2 separate regions of the Sus scrofa genome follow, and region 2 is linked to region 1. A link is a contact called in public Hi-C data. All regions are on one chromosome and are shown on one strand. Each heading gives the region's core, a stretch centred on a gene start, on an enhancer-like site or on the middle of the called end of the contact. The rest is flanking DNA. Distances are from core to core; before and after follow the strand shown.

What was found. A called contact is a pair of places that touch in the nucleus more often than the background predicts.
Region 2: a contact with region 1 is called in a Hi-C map of liver, with 5 times the contacts expected there. The contact joins the promoter of EVA1A here to the enhancer-like site in region 1. A contact is called at or near these places in 1 of 5 promoter capture datasets (liver), 26 of 47 Hi-C or Micro-C datasets (adipose tissue, alveolar macrophages, brain and 16 more) and 2 of 2 datasets of contacts at active chromatin or transcription factors (alveolar macrophages and skeletal muscle).

The regions. Positions count from the first base shown.
Region 1 is chr3:67,633,703-67,638,539 of Sscrofa11.1, reverse strand. No RefSeq gene overlaps it. Among named protein-coding and RNA genes, the nearest start is that of MRPL19, 25 kb to the right of the region's middle. Within about 2 kb of position 2,214, at least 20 of the 83 cell types and tissues checked have an H3K27ac peak or open chromatin away from gene starts, as enhancers often do. A contact at or near this core is called in brain, fetal liver and liver, where this site is marked.
Region 2 is chr3:67,708,851-67,714,156 of Sscrofa11.1, reverse strand. EVA1A (protein eva-1 homolog A) reads right to left here and starts at 3,242. Exons shown (of 2, transcript XM_021087316.1): 1 at 3,110-3,242. The coding sequence starts at 3,242.

The DNA.
Region 1 (4,837 bases), core at 965-3,464:
GGAAACTCCATATGCCGCAAGTGCGGCCCTAAAAAGACCAAAAAAAAAAAAAAAAAAAAAAAAAGAGTGACTCTCCCTTGAATAATGCTTGCTGAACTAGTGTCTGCAAAAGAACAATGGGAACACACATGAGAGAGCACCTAACTATACCTGTTTGTTGGGGGGCCCATGAGGAGACAGACAGACTTTCCCCAAGAGGAACAAGGTAGGAGATAAAGGTAACTCCAGGCAGAGGAGCAGTGGAGGCAAAGGCACGGAGACATGCAGAGGATGCCAGATTAACAAAATGCCCACCCACTACCAAGGAAAAGAAAAGGCGATTTTTATTCTGTGTCCTTTGCTTCGACCATTCTTTCTGCTAAGGACTGTAGGTCAGAATAATTTTCATGGTTGACTCACAGGAAAATATCACTTGTCTAAACTTGAAATCTCACAAGGAACACTGCAATATGGCAAGATCCATTCCCAGCTACCCTCTCCTTGCCATCTATCGTCCAAAATGGACAGTATTCTCGAGAGACAACATAAGATTATGGAAAGAGAATGAGTGTAGAGTCCTAAGAACTGGGTTTGAATCCCAACTTCCCTAACTAGCTGCATGACACTGAACGGGTGACTTCACTCCTCCGAGCCACAATTTCCTTGTCTGCAAAATGGAAGCAATAAATATCTACCAAAGAGAGTGATTATAGGGAGTTCCTGTTGTGGTACAGCAGAAATGAATCTGACTGGTATCTGTGAGGATGTGGGTTCAATCCCTTGCCTCACTCAGTGGGTTGGGAATTCAGGAATCTGGCTGGTATCCATGAGTATGTGGGTTCAATCCCTGGCCTCACTGTGGGTTAGGGATCCAGTGTTACTGTGAGCTGTGGTGTAGGTCACAGACGAGGCTAGGATCCCAAGTTGCTGTGGCTGTGGCGTAGGCCAGCAGCCGTAGCTCTGATTCGACCCCCAACCTGGGAACTTTCATATGTCTCAGGCACAGGCCTAAAAGCAAAAAAGGAGTAATCATGAAGATTAGAAATAACATGTGTAAAATACCCCCCCAAAATGATTTGCATAGAGCCCACGTTCAGAGATGGCATGTTGTTATCCATGATTGTGGGCTGCACTGTCTCACCCTCTCACCCCAGCCAGGAGCCGTCTGCTCCCCTTAGTGCCTAGCTCCTGCTCGGTAAAGGTGAGACATGGCTTAGTCACTGGTGTGACATCCAGGGCTCCAGGACTCTCATCCCTGCAACAAAAACACTAGCTTCCCTCCCCCCCCCCACCCCCGCATTGCCATGGAGACCACCCTTTGTTCTTGGAAGCTTTAAAACCTAATTGCCAGGCATGAACAATCTCTTAGAATCTAAAATCATTTCCTTCAGGCAGAGGGGTCAGACTGTGGCACTATTTTCCAATGCATTCCCAGAGGTCTGCTCCAAGGGCCAGAGCTGTGGACTGTTCCAGATCTTAAAGCAGGTGAGACACGCTTTTACTTTGAGGCAGAGTGACTTACAAGAGAGGTGCATATGGGAGATTAAAAGATTACATGTGTTAAAAAAAAAAAGGAGTTCCCTTCGTGGCTCAATGGAAACATATCCAACTAGCATCCACGAGGATGTGGGTTCAATCCCTAGCCTCATTCAGTAGGTTGAGGATCCGGCATTGCCATGAGCTGTTGGTATTGGTATAGGTCAGAGACACAGCTCGGATCTGGCATTGCTGTGGCTGTGGTGTAGGCAGCAGCTACAGCTCTGATTTGACCCCTAGCCTGGGAATCTCCGTATGCTGTGGGTTTGGCCCTAAAAAGACAAAAAAAAAAAAAAAAAAAAAAAAAAAATTACATGCGTAGTCCCTTTCTTTTCAGCCTGTAGATTCTGACAGAAAAAACATTTGGCCTCCATGTGCTGCTAACCTGAGGTGGAGGGAGGAGAAGGGAAGAGACAGGGCATCCTGGAATTCCCTAGCCAATTATTGAGGGTTATTTTTCAGAATTCTAGATTTCAGATTGGCAAGTAGCCCCGTTGTCTAGGAAGGGGAGTGATAACAGGACGCTTTGTGTTTGAGTTGAAAACAAAGCTCTGCTAGCTGGGATTCCTGGAAGCCTGTGCTGCCCTGGGACCAGCTGGCACCTGCACGGGGCTGTGAAAGAGTGGCTGAGCTGCAACCTCGTGAGCTCAAGTGGTGGTGGGGGGAGTTTACCCCTGGCTGAAGTTACCACTGAGGGAATGGGGTCATCCTCCCTCAGAGAACCTGCCCGCTGTGCGGCTGTGCAGGGACAGGGACAAAAACCGCTTTGTGGGAGGCTGAGGGACCTTTAACAGCGCCGCTGTGTGGCAGTTCCTGGAAGTGCATGCAGCACACACCGCAGATCTCAGTATTCTCCCCTTCGGACACCCTGGACCTTCTTGGATCATCTTGGATAGGTGAGAAGGGCGACATCAAGGAGATGCTGACCAGACAGAGGTTACTTGCCATGCATTTGGAGTAACGAGAGACATGCCCACATTTGCACTCCAAGTTTGTGGTGCAATCGTGACCACTTCATACTCTGCTGAATTTAGTCCCAGCCAGGTGAGTAACCTCACCTTGACTTAAAGACAGTCAGAATTGAATGCAATAAGGACTGTTTGTTCCGTCCGGGGTGTTTCCAGTTTCTGATTTAAAAAAAACAGGTGCTGGGATTTCCCATCATGGCTCATCGGTTTAAGGGTTAAGAACCCAACTAGTATGCATGAGGACGGGGGTTTGATCCCTGGCCTGGCTCGGTGGGCTAAGGATCTGGCGCTGTTGTGAGCTGTGGGGTGGGTCGCAGACACAGCTTTGATCCGGCATTGCTATGGTGTAGCCTGGCAGCTGCAGCTCTGATTTGACCCCTAGCCTGAGAACTTCAATATGCCGCAGGTACAGCCCTAAAAACAAAACAAAACAAAACAGGGTGCTGTGTGAGTGACTAGGGAGTGAGCAAATGAGAGAATGAGATGAGAATCCCTGAACTGACACCTCACCCTACCCTACGAGAAGCTTTCTGTCACAGACTCGGTTAGATGGGACTTTTTCAGCCTCAGTCTCAACTAAGGCCTGGGCATGGGTCGAGTGCAGGCCAGCTCACAATGTGCAGAATTCACAAAGGAAATTTCCTAGATCTGTTTCTCTGACGGTCAAGCACTGTCCCCTCCTTGAGAAAGTAGAAGCCTCTAGTGAGGGGAGAAGGGGGAGGCATTTCAAAAAATCTATTGGAGGGTGCTGGTGGCATGCCCTACTCCCTTTTGAAGAGTGTCCAGGGGCAGCCTCAAGTTTTATGAGGGGGGCTTCCATGATTGCAGTAGCAGATCTTGCACTGCGTTCCCACAGGCCAGGGGTGCAGGAAATGCTGAGACAGCTAAGGCTGCCCAGGCAGCAGGATAGAGGAGGCTGCCTGGGACTGAGCTGTACTCCCAGAATTTGTCAGAAGAAGGATGTTTTTTATTTACAAAACAGCAAGATTCACAGACATAGAAAACTAACTTATGGTTACCAAAGGGGATGGGGGGGATAAATTAGGAGTATGGAATTAACATATACACACTGTATATTATATATATATATATAAAAAATAGATAATTAAAAAGGACCTGCTATAGAGCACAGGGAACTCCACTCAATACTCTTTAATAACTTATATGGGAAAAGTGTCTGAAAAGCAATGGCTCTCTCCCTCTCTCTCTCTTTCTGTATATATATATATATATATATATATATATATATAACTGAAACTCTATGCTGTACATCTAGAACTAACCCAATGTAAATCAACTATACTCCAAAATAAAATTTAAATGTTTATAATTTAAAAATAAAAAAATAAAAGAGTAAGACTGTTGTGACTTTCCCAGACCATGAAGAGGTAGAAGAACCTGTCTGAAGAGATTTTAAGCCCTGCCTGACAGCAGAGTCTTAGAGCCTGAGGGGGGCCCCCTCATTGAGGTTTGATGCAGAAGGAGGCCTGAGCAAACCAGGAACTTGGAGGAAGGACATCCAAAGGGACAGAATGTTCCATCCATGTCACAGGGCCTGAGGTGAGAAGAACTAGCAGGGCATCTCTGAAGAGCCCACAAGTGCACTGCAAGTACAGATGTCTGCTTCTCAAGGAGGCTTTGTCAGACACAGGTCCCGTGACAGGAGATCCTATCCTTGTGCCCTGATGACCAGTTGGGGGAAGGAGAAGCTGACCACCCCAGGGCTCTAAGACAGCAGGTTTTCACCTTTCTTCTGCTAGAGCTAGGAGGAAGGGACACGACTGAATGCTAATTGTGGTTCTGAATTTTTATCATTACACAAACTAGACTTTCTAACTATTTGAATGAGACTTGACTCTTTCCTAGGCACTCTCTCTTCGTGTTACCTGGCTGGGGCTTTGGAATGCAGAGGAGGAGGAGGAACTAGAGTCCTTGCCCTCAAGGGCCTGCCAGTCACTTTGGAGAAAAGTCTGGTGCCTCCACTGGGACTTTTATTCAGAACAGGAAGTTGTCCAGGGCCTGAGGGTCACTACAGACTGGGTGCTCTTGACTTTGGAGATCATTGAAGGCAATGATTGCCTCTCTTTTTTCCTCTGTACCCTGAAGACCCTGTGGTGAGGGCCTGTCCTGGGAGGCCTCTGCCCTGCCCTCCTGGGGCTTCCCTAAGCCTGGTAATGCCCTCCAGGGCCCAGGGAAAGGGCTGACATGGCCATTCCAGGCCTGAACCACCCTTTGTGGCTCAGCTATAATGAACCCGACCAGTATCCATGAGGATGCAGGTTCAATTCCTGGCCTTGCTCAGTGGGTTAAGGATCTGCCGTTGCTGTGGCTATGATGTAGGCCGACAGCTACAA
Region 2 (5,306 bases), core at 1,993-4,492, 75 kb before region 1:
AAAGACTCAGCTGAGGCTGGAGACCATGAATTTCTAACAGTTTTCATCTGCAAAGTTGTAACAGCATTTGGTTACTTGTGTGCAGAGGGAGAAAGGGGAGAAAGTAGGGTTCATTTAGAGTTGGGATATTGCCTGGTAGTTTAATCAGAAACTAGACAAAGGAATAAAGGAGTTATGTGTATTAGCAAGTATGTTGCTGAAATGATGGACCACATGGGCAAGATAAGAGGGCAACTGATAAGCTGGGAGAAAATAGGCAAGATCAGGGGCCCCTATGCAGTTTAAGATGACACAACTAAATGAGAATATGAGAGAGCTACAAAATTAGGAAATTTTCTATGATTTTCTTCTAGCATACTTTTCATTATTGTTTCTCATCCATTTACTCTATTTTCTCCTTTTAAAAGAATGATTATTCTGTTATATTCACTTTTATGATTAAAAATTTTTAAATTCATTTCCTTTATAGTCAGGCAGTGTACCCCCATCATACTCAGAATGAATTTTTTTTTTTTTTTTGTCTTTTGTCTTTTTTGTTATTGTTGTTGTTGCTATTTCTTGGGCCGCTCCCACGGCACACGGAGGTTCCCAGGCTAGGGGTTGAATCAGAGCCGTAGCCACCGGCCTACGCCAGAGCCACAGCAACACAGGATCCGAGCCGCGTCTGCAACCTACACCACAGCTCATGGCAACGCCGGACCGTTAACCCACTGAGCAAGGGCAGGGACCGAACCCGCAACCTCATGGTTCATAGTCGGATTCGTTAACCACTGCGCCACGATGGGAACTCCTCAGAATGAATTTTTAACCACCAAGTCTATTTACTGGATCTAATGCATTGTATTTAGCCATACTATTTTCCATTTCCTTACATTCTCTTTTATCTCAGCCCTTATTTACTTAAAAGAAACATTTTCTTCCTACATCCTAAGCAATATTTAATTCCAGAATATGGAATGGGAAAAGAAAAGGTTGAAATGGGGAGAAAAACAGGACCATGCGCCCTTTCACCTTAACAAGATCATGAGACACCTGTAAACACCCGGCTGTTCAGTGAGTTACCACACTCAAGGATCACAACTCAGGGTCATGCTGAACGAAATGGAAAGCTGCCAGGTACTTCCTGTGCTGAGCAGAGCTCCAAAGCTGAGTAGCCTGTTTGCCCTCACCCGAGATATTTTCTTATAACAGCTTATTTGCAAATGTCATCTGAGGCCTTGGAAACTCCAGGCCCTCCCTGTCACTCCCCCCACTTGATTTTGGGGTGTCTCCACTATAGAGTTGAGGGGATCATCATTCAATGGCTTGTGAAAACATGATACCTGGTTCAAATATCTCTTTTCTAGCTCCAATGTCCTTTCTCCCCAGAGTAGCCTAGAAGAAAGAGCAGAACTGAGACTCCTCTGATGTGTGGGTACCCAGGTGAGGAGGCCCCAGGAACTGAACTTCCTTAGGGAGGTGAGGAGCTGGCTGATGACCTGAGCCTTTGCTGTCTGAGAAGGGAAAACCTTGGACTTGAGGCAGGTGAAAACTACCTGCTTCATCTTGCCAACCACCAAGAGTGGCCAGGTTTCTGAGAAGTTCTCCTTTCTAAACTCAGGTTGCACATCGTGCAAAATGCTTTCTCAAAGAGAAGCCATGAACTTCCTTTACCCTCAGACTTGGCTTGGATTTGCCATTGTAAATAGAAATTCAGGTTTGCATCTGAACTCTGAGGTAACCACATATCAACACTGACTAGAGAGCTAGAAAATTAAACCATTTCCCCCAGGAGAAACTTAATCAGAGCCTCAGCCCTTTCTTTTTTTTACAGCAACCAGAGATGTGGAACAAAATAAAATAAAGCAAAAGCAAGCTACCCGAAACTTAAAAACTCACTCAAGGGAGTTTCCGTCGTGGCTCAGTGGTTAACGAATGCAACTAGGAATCATGAGGTTGCAGGTTCGATCCCCCGCCTCTCTCACTGGGTTAAGGATCCAGTGTTGTGGTGAGCTGTGGTGTAGGCCAGTGGCTACAGCCCCGATTTGACCCCTAGCCTAGGAACCTCCATATGCTGTGGGTGTGGCCCTAGAAAAGACCAAAAAAAAAAAAAAAACCTCACTCAAGCAACAGAAAATCAGTTTGGTCATCAAATTGTAGAGCATTTTCATGTATGTTTAAAAATTTCACCTTATTAAGGTACATTTTCATGTATTTTTAAATGACTCCTTTTATATGAATAGCTCCTGTTCTCAAGAAATGATCTTGAAGAGGAGTTCCCGTTGTGGCTCAAAAGTAACAAACCCAAATAGTATTCATGAGAATGCAGGTTTGGTCCCTGGGCTTTCTTAGTGGGTTAAGGATCTGGTGTTGCCGTGAGCTGTGGTGTAAGTAACAGACGCAGCTCAGATCCCAAGTTACTATGGCTGTGCTTTGACTGGCAGCTCCAGCTCCAGTTCAGTCGCTAGCCTGGGAACCTCCATATGCTGCAAGTGCGGCCCTAAAAAGAAAATAGGAAAAAAAAAAAAAAAAAAAAAGGAAATGCTCTTGAGGAAAAAAATCCGTCATTTTCCTAAAAGAAAACAACTTTGGACCAAGGAAGAGGCAAATATTAGACTCTCCCAGATTCAAGCACTTTCTGTCTGAATGTCTCCCAGAAGGTTATCAAACACCTCAAACAGCCCCTCAAACACAGAATACACACACACACACACACACACACACACACACACACACACACACACACACACACACAGGCCCTGAGTGGGGTTGAGAACCACTACCTAGAAATAATTAGGCTGAGAGCACTCTATTCTAACCTTTCACATCATAGTCAAATGCTTAATGACAGAAGCCCCAGGCTACTTCATTTCACTCATTTAAGCGCAAAAGGAAACCAAACATTTTCACCAAGATGAAGCTCTTAGAACCCCCATTTGCCAGATTAGAGGATGTCAAGCTTAACTCTCAAACCAGAAGACATTTCATCTCAAAACTGAGTCCTGCAGAGCCCCTCTGTCATGACGGCAGAGCATCTCTCTCCTGAGTGTAAGGCCAGAAACCCCACCCAGGAGACAGCTCAGCCCAGCCCCACACCTCAGCCCTGGCTCAGCCAAGATTGGACAACTACCTGAGACAAAGGAATAGGCTGCTAGGATATTGCTGAGCAAAGCCATGTCCACGTGCTCGGGGATCACCAATTCCGCGTTGTAGCAGAAGGGCAGCCTCGATGGGACATCCAGAGGAGGCCTCCTGGAGATGCTTCAGCTGGATCAAGTTGGCCACCCTCCCTCTCTTCTCTTCTGTTTGGGAACACAAAGTAAGTGATGAGAACACATTGTGATTTCCTGAGGCCATGTTCCGGGTAGCCTGGGCTCAAGATCAAAAGCTAGTCCCCTAAATGCCAGCCAACCTTCTCAGCCAGGTGGCTGCAAAGATCTGGGATCTTGTCCTCTTTGCTCTACAAGCTTCTTGGCTTTCAAGGAAACAGCGACCCCTTAAATCTGTTTTTCTCTAGCCTCTCTCCTTTTTCTTCCTCATCTTCTCCAAAATTCCCTTTTTAACACTTCTCCTTCACCTTTCCTTGATACTTTTCATTGCATTCTCCCTGGTTTGCCTCTGAGGCATAGTCCATCATCCCTCTAATCACTGCATTTTAACCCCAAGCCACAGCCTGCTCTTCACCTGGCTCTGCTCTCCCCTGTACTGATGGCACTTGTGTACTTTGATCAGTTTGCCTCATCCCACTTATCACTGAGTGTGCATTCTTGGCAATGAGTCAGAGCCGACTATTCCAGAACTTCCAAAGTGGTTCCAGTTTGAAAACAGCTCTGAGAACTTGGGAGCTTGAGCCCACCCCCTGCCCCAGGCTTCACGAATCCACCTGCGACTGTGATGGGCCAGTGAAACCCATATGCACAGTCAGTCACAGGGTAAGGAGGGATGTCAGGTTAGGAAAAGCTAGAGAAGTAGAAGGCTCCAGTCCTTGCAGAAGAAACAGGTTCTCAGGTGGGTCACATGGATCACATTTAGAGAGAGAGCTGCAGTTTCATAGGTGGATGGCATGGGTCACAACAGATAAGACAACTCTTACTTTAGTGGATTCCAATGGGCTTAGGGAAGACCATGGCAAGGAAAGACAGACCAACCCATGGGTAAGACAGAAATGAACACAAGGTCCTTGGAGCAGCCAGAGGCCCAGAGAGTGGCAGGATGAGGAGCCAGGAGCTTGGGGGCTCTGAGAAGGAGCTAGCCTCTGTGGAGGGCCCCCTATCCTTCTGAGCCAGAAGACAGAGATTCCCTCAACAGTCATTCAAGCTCTTAAAAAGTGACAACTAGATGACACAGGCGAAGAGTTGGAACTACCACTCTGAGTTCAGAGACTGTTCTGAGGACTTTAGGACTAGCAAGAGAGTGAAGTCACTGGAATATTTTTGAGTATATAGTGGGACAAAGCTGTTTCAGGCCCATTTCCTCCTGTTTATCTCCATTAATTCTACCATAGTGCAAGTCTCATCAATTCATTTCTGGGGGTTTTCCAACAGTCTCCTACATGATGCTTCTTCCAATACCTCTTCCCTATCCAATCTAGCACCCACTCTCACCAACAGGGTTATCTTTATATAGTATAAATCTGATCACTTCACTCCATAGTTCTACCCTTCAACTAATCTCCATTAAACTTCTTGATACAACACACATGCACTTAACAATATCTGACCTCTATTTTAGCTCCTAATTTATCTCCTACCCAAGTCTACATTCTTACACATATACACAGAGGTACAGGATGCCTAATGCTCCAATAATACCAGCTTAGTGTATTTTGGGAAACTAAAGAAATCTGGAAATCCTCTTCCTTTTTCCTAAATGTCCTCCCCCTTCTTATCCTATCTGGCTAATGTTTAAGAGAGAATGCAAAAGTTCTACATTAGTCTCAAAATCCAAAGGACATTCTTTGTTTAGAAATAGAAAAACCCATACTAAAATTCTTATATATTATCAAGAAATCCAAATGGCCAAAACAATCTTAACAAAAACAAAGTTAGAAATCTCACACTTCTTGAATTCAAAAACTTATTACAAAGCTACAATAATCAAAACAGTACAGACAAGGAGTTCCCACTGTGGCATGGTGGGCTGAGGATACAGCATTGCCATAGCTATGGCGTAGGTCACACCTGGGGCTTGGATTTGATCCCTGGCCCAGGAACTTCCATATGTGACAAGTGCAGCCAAAAAACAAAAACAAAACAAACAAAAAAACAAAACAGTGTAGACAGGCATGTGGAAGATGGAATAAAATAGAGAGCCCAGAAATAAAACCT